2 separate regions of the Manis pentadactyla genome follow, and region 2 is linked to region 1. The links are chromatin contacts, called in public Hi-C maps. All regions are on one chromosome and are shown on one strand. Each heading gives the region's core, a stretch centred on a gene start, on an enhancer-like site or on the middle of the called end of the contact. The rest is flanking DNA. Distances are from core to core; before and after follow the strand shown. Region 1 holds the start of NOSIP (nitric oxide synthase interacting protein). Region 2 holds the start of KASH5 (KASH domain containing 5).

Region 1 (2,730 bases), core at 82-2,581:
TAATGGGTAGAGCGTTTCTTTTTGCAGTGATGAAAATGTTATAAAACTGACAGTGGTGATGGTTGCACAACTCTGAATATACTAAAAACCACTGAACTGTACACTTTAAATAGGTGAACTATATGTTCTGTGAATTATACCAATTAAGCTAATTTTTTTTTTTAATAGGCCAGCAGGATTTGGTTTTGGCCTACTGACCCTTGACATAGAGGAAAGATGCAAAAAGACAAATTCAGATGGTGGAATGATCAACAGAATGACTGACTCAGTTTCTTCAATGACTCAATTACACCAAAAACAAACGAATCAACCAAACCAGGATGGAGTGGAGGGGATTGGAATGTGATTCAAACAAATGAAACTTTCCTTAAAAAAGGCTTTTTTGAGATACAGGATTTAATTATTGACTAAGTAATAGGTAATATTCTAGACTTAAAATTGCTTTTGTCCAGTGTGATAATGGTATTGTGGTCACATAAGAAAGTGCCCCTGGTTTTTACATACACATTCTGAAGTACTTAGGAGTGAACTGGATAGGATTTGCTTTATATAATTAATTTTTAAAATATACCTAACCAATATGACAAAAATATGAATAGTTGGTAAATCTGGGCCATAGAAACTTGTTATTCTAAATTTGAATATTTTCATAACAAAACATTAAAGTAAAACTGCTTAAAGGATCCTTCAAGGCCCAAATTCACACGACATCAGCAGCAGCAACAGGATGTGAACCCAGGACTGCCTGCTCCCAAAGCCCCAGAGAAAAATATTAAGCTCCACCCCGACTCCAGAGGGAAGCGGCTGTCAAGAACGTTCTGAGAAGGTGGCGGCGGGCGACTGACTGCACAATTCATCTCCGCCCTCCCACCAAAGCTTTCCTGGCCTTTTTTCCAGAGGACTCTACTTCCTCAACTGCCACTCCGTAGACTCCCAGAGTCCCAGCCTCCTCCTTCCCCTAGGACCCCGTGCTCATGGCCTTCCCGATGTGGAACTACATACAATCTTCCGAACAGCCGGCTGGAGGGTTGGCTGCCTCCTGGGGATGCTGGGAGATGTAGTTCAGCTTCAAAAGGGGCGCCTGGAGTGATCTATTAATGATTGACAGGTAGTGGGGAATTAGAAACCTTGTCCCTATCTCCTTAGGACCCCAGGACTCTCACCCAACGGAAAGCGATCCCAGGAACACTATCCTTCTACCGCCTGGAACTCACCTCACGAAACACTCCTCGATCCTTCGTTGCTTCTTCAACTGTGCCCTTACACCGGAAGGGAGCGCTGTTTTTCCTCCCCTCTTCGCCCGCTTCCGCCCGGCGGAAGAGATCGGAAGTGGAGCTGCCCCTAGTTGTGGAGAAGGCTCGCCTGGCTTGGTAAGTCCTCCCTTCTTTCTCTTCCTCCCTCCGGAAACGTGAGGGGCAACTCGAAGGTTCCTATTAGTGAAATTGGCGTGCATACAGGGCACGCTTAGTGTGTCCTAGGCATATCCCAGGGCGGGCGATTTCTTGCTTACTTGTACCCAGGTTTTGCGTCTCTAGAAGCCCAAGTCTAAGGACTAATTCACCCAGAGATTGGGAGACCCACTTCCCCACGTATATCATCCACTTCTCATGCTGTATGTTGAGAGACAATTGAGAAGAGACAACTCCTTTATCCTCATTTATAAACGGAGCAATTGAGAAATCAGAAGTCAAAGCTGTTCAAATCGCCGAAGGAAACAGGAATTTATTACAAATAAGTCCACCTACCCCCAGGGACCAAGGCATACAGTTCCTGCTTATTTCTAGATATCTAGATATCTGGAGACCTAGCCACTGATTTCCCTAGTTTCTCTAGGCAAGCTCTCAGTGGGGAAACAAGAGAGGAGGTACATGTTCAATCCCTTAAGTGTTCCATGGTGTCGGAAACCCTGCCTTCCCTATGGGCCTGTAGATCTTAGGCCCTTCATCCTAAGGTCCCTTTAAGTACTTTGTCTGTACCCAGAGTCCCGCCCAGGGCAGGTAATTGCAAACCCCGCCCCTCTGCCAGAAACCGGGATCGGGCAGATTACAGGGAAGGGGGATCCCCTCCTTCCTCCCCCTCCCCTCTCCCTACCCCCCTTAACAGCTGGCCTCGGCTTTCCAAGGGGGGCCCCCGATTAAAGAGGAGGGGACAGTGCTCACAAGTCTGGGCAGGTAAGTGAATGTCCCTGGAGGCAAAGCCTGGCTTGGGGACTCTGGTGTCCTGGCTCCCCACCTCTCTAGGACTCAGAAGTTGGGGCCCCAAAGCTCAGGAGCCTGGGTTCCCTGCTCTCTCCTCCCCCAGGATCCCCTGCTCTTGCCTCTCTTGTAACTCTGATCTCTGTGGGTGGATGTGGCAATAGACGTAGAGAGAGACTGGCATATGTGGAAAGTACCAGGAAGAAAGGAATCTGATCAACAATGAACATGTTTATGAGCACCCACTATGTGCCAAACCCCGTGCTGGGTGTGCAGACACAGTGAAGAAAGAGATAAGCTCTCTGTTCCAGTTTCCAGAGGCACACTGTCTTTGGTCAAGTCCTGCCTCTGAATCTTGCAAACCAGGTGACCTGGGCCGGCAAGTTCCTTTAGCTCTCTGTGCCTCAATTTTCTCATCTATAAAATGGAGATAATAGTTGATTTAGGTTAACTACCCTGAACAATGCCTGGCCCAGAAAACAGGCTATGTAAATGTCTGCTATTATAATTAGTGGAACCCAGAGTCCAGTCAGGG
Region 2 (2,730 bases), core at 99-2,598, 130 kb before region 1:
CATAATTGCCAAAAAGCAGAAACAGCCCAATGTTCAACAAGAGTAAAATGGTTTAATCACTGCATACTCATGAAGTGGTTATTACATAGCAGTGTTGCAAAGAATGACCTACTGCTACATGATGAATCTTGAAAACATAATGTTGAGCAAAAGAAGTCATAATCAAAAGTGGTTACCTTTGGAAGGTGATGATTAGGAGGAGATGTGAAGGAGGCTTCTGGGTTGTGGGCAATATACTCTTTTTTTTTACATGGTTGGTTTCATTAATGTATTACTCTATAAAAATTTATGAGATATAACAAGATTCAGGGCTTTATGTAGGTTATGATTGTATTATTAAATTTTTTTTTAATTTTTAGCTTTTACAAAACTACCCAGATGTCAAAAAAGGAAGGAACAAGAAATGACAGAATAAAGTAAAAGAATGAAATTATACTAATAAAGCTAATGGGGTCCACCACTTGCCAGCTTGTGCTAAGAAAACCTTTGGCAAACGTTCTTACTGAATTCCCATAAGACCCCATGAGGTAGATATTATTTGTCCCCATTTTAGAGAATCTGAGGTATAGAGAGGTGAAGTCACTTGCCAAAGTCACACAGCAATGCACTAGGTTTGTCTGATTCCGTATCTCACATTTTTAACCACTCATCACATCACTGCCGAACAAGTTCTTTCCCAAGGCCTAAGAACAAGCCAACACCTAGTAGCCAAAATAATAAATATTAACAAGGATTACCTCAAGTCTGCAAGGTAACCTAAGAAGCTCTTATCATCTTCATTTCTGGAACAAAAACAGAGGCTCAGAGAGGGAAAACCCGTAGGTCAAGATCGTAGCTAGGATATGATGGAGCCAAAATTCAAACACAAGAATGTCTGACTTCAGGGCACTGCCCTGTAGTTAAGAACCATGGATTCCCTCCATTCAGTACTTTTTGCTCTGTTTTTTGAGCACCTACACTGGACTAGGCATGTTCTAACCCCAAAACAGACTCCTACTGTATATAGCTCACATTCCAGTGGGGATGACAGTACATAAATATAGACTATGTCATGTGGTGAAACATAACCACTCAGAAACAGTAGATGGATAGTGAGATGGGGGCCTAGGTGCAGCGGGGGAAGGGCTCTGAGAAAGTGACAGCTGAATGAATGATGGTGGGCTGAACGAAAAGATAAGAAAGGATTCCTTTTCTGCGTCTGGGTTAGCAGAGGCTGAGTGGGTGGGATTATCTTTTATCCCCAAAACCTCTTCTTGAGAGTCAATTTTGGATGTAATTCTCTTCTTCCCTCTCTAGCCGGAAAAGCTAACGGTATTTTTTCCGCACTCTAAAAGGAATGAATGAAAAAAATTGGGGAATGAATCCTTCGGGGACCTATTAATACATCATGACTGGAGCCACAAAAGGGCGCGGGAGTGGTGAGCCAGAACAGCGCAGGACAACATCGTGACGCTGACGGGCAGCGTGGCCTGGAGTAGAGGGCAGAAAGGGCACGGCTTGGGGGCTGATAAGAAGTGGGGGATGGACAAGCGGTCCCTCTCCCTTGCTTGAGCCCATTCCACCGAAGCTTGAGGCCACAGAGAAAACTCCAGCACAGGACGCAGCCGTCCCTCCCTTTCCTTACCAGACGCAAGCCCTCCAACCTCCAACCCCGCCAGTACGCACGCGCCTGCTCCGCGAGGAAGGGCGCGCGCCGGGGCAGCCCGCATGCGCAGCCTTGCTGTGGCAGGTAACCGACAGGACGCACGCGCGCCTCGCCGCGGTTTGAGCCGACGTCGGGGGAGGAGCCCAGGCGGGGCGGAGTTCAGACGCCACGTGCGCTCTCTGTCTCGCCCCGCCCCTTCGCGTATTCTTGAGGAAACAGAGCCCGCGCACCTTTTCCCCTTGTAACTGCTGTTTGTCGTTCGCTGTCTGCTGTGTCCCGAGGCTGGGACGTGGCCCCAGGTGCGTCCTGGGGCTGTGGTGGGGTTCCCCAGAGTGGCCCTTCTAGAGCCCCTCCCGAAATCCTGGCAGAGCCCCCAAATCGTAGGGGAGAGTCCCCAATACCAAAGCCTTCCAAATCTTGTTAAAAGTCTTCTAGAAATTCTGACCATATCCCCTCAGAAATACTGAAAAAAACCCACTAGGAAATCTTACAGAGGACTCCTGAAACTTTGTCAGAATCTTCTAGGAGTTCTGTCAGACTTCTCCCTCAGAGCCTGTCGGGGACAACGCCACCCCCGCCCCCGGAAATCCCGCTACAGCCCCTGCAAATCCTGTCAGAAATCCCCCAATCCTGTCAAATCATGTCAGACCGCCAAAAATCCTGTCAGATTTCCCTCCCAAAATCCTGTCAGAGACCTCTAAAATCCACTCAGAAATCCCTTTAACGTCCTTAAACTCCCTGAACCCCCGCCTGGGTCCTCCTGCTGGAGTCTCCTCATCAAACACCCCCAAGATTGACCAGAGCCTCCCTCAATCCCTCACCAGGAGTCTGTCCCCCAAACCCTGTCAGAGGCGCCCAGTGCTGGTCAGCACCCTCGCAGGGACCCTTCCGCACTCAGGCCCCACGGCCCTCTCACTCTCCAGCGTTGTCCAAGCCCTGGAAGGATTTCTCTTCAAAAACCCCTTTTTCTAGGACGTTCTAAAAGCCTCCAAGAACTGTGCACTCCACAGCTGTGGACCCTGTCTGGCGCCAGGGAGAGCAGAGTGCAGGGAGGACTTGGTGAGTCAAAGGGGACTGAGCAGGTG

The links. A called contact is a pair of places that touch in the nucleus more often than the background predicts.
Region 2: a contact with region 1 is called in a Hi-C map of blood, with 2.7 times the contacts expected there. The contact joins the promoter of KASH5 here to the promoter of NOSIP in region 1. A contact is called at or near these places in 2 of 3 Hi-C or Micro-C datasets (blood and skin fibroblasts).

The regions. Positions count from the first base shown.
Region 1 is chr15:781,771-784,500 of mManPen7.hap1, reverse strand. It overlaps NOSIP (nitric oxide synthase interacting protein), which reads right to left and starts at 1,331. Exons shown (of 9, transcript XM_036885599.2): 1 at 1,215-1,331. PRRG2 (proline rich and Gla domain 2) reads left to right here and starts at 2,005. Exons shown (of 7, transcript XM_036885878.2): 1 at 2,005-2,171.
Region 2 is chr15:913,400-916,129 of mManPen7.hap1, reverse strand. KASH5 (KASH domain containing 5) reads left to right here and starts at 1,348. Exons shown (of 20, transcript XM_057492996.1): 1 at 1,348-1,944; 2 at 2,618-2,704.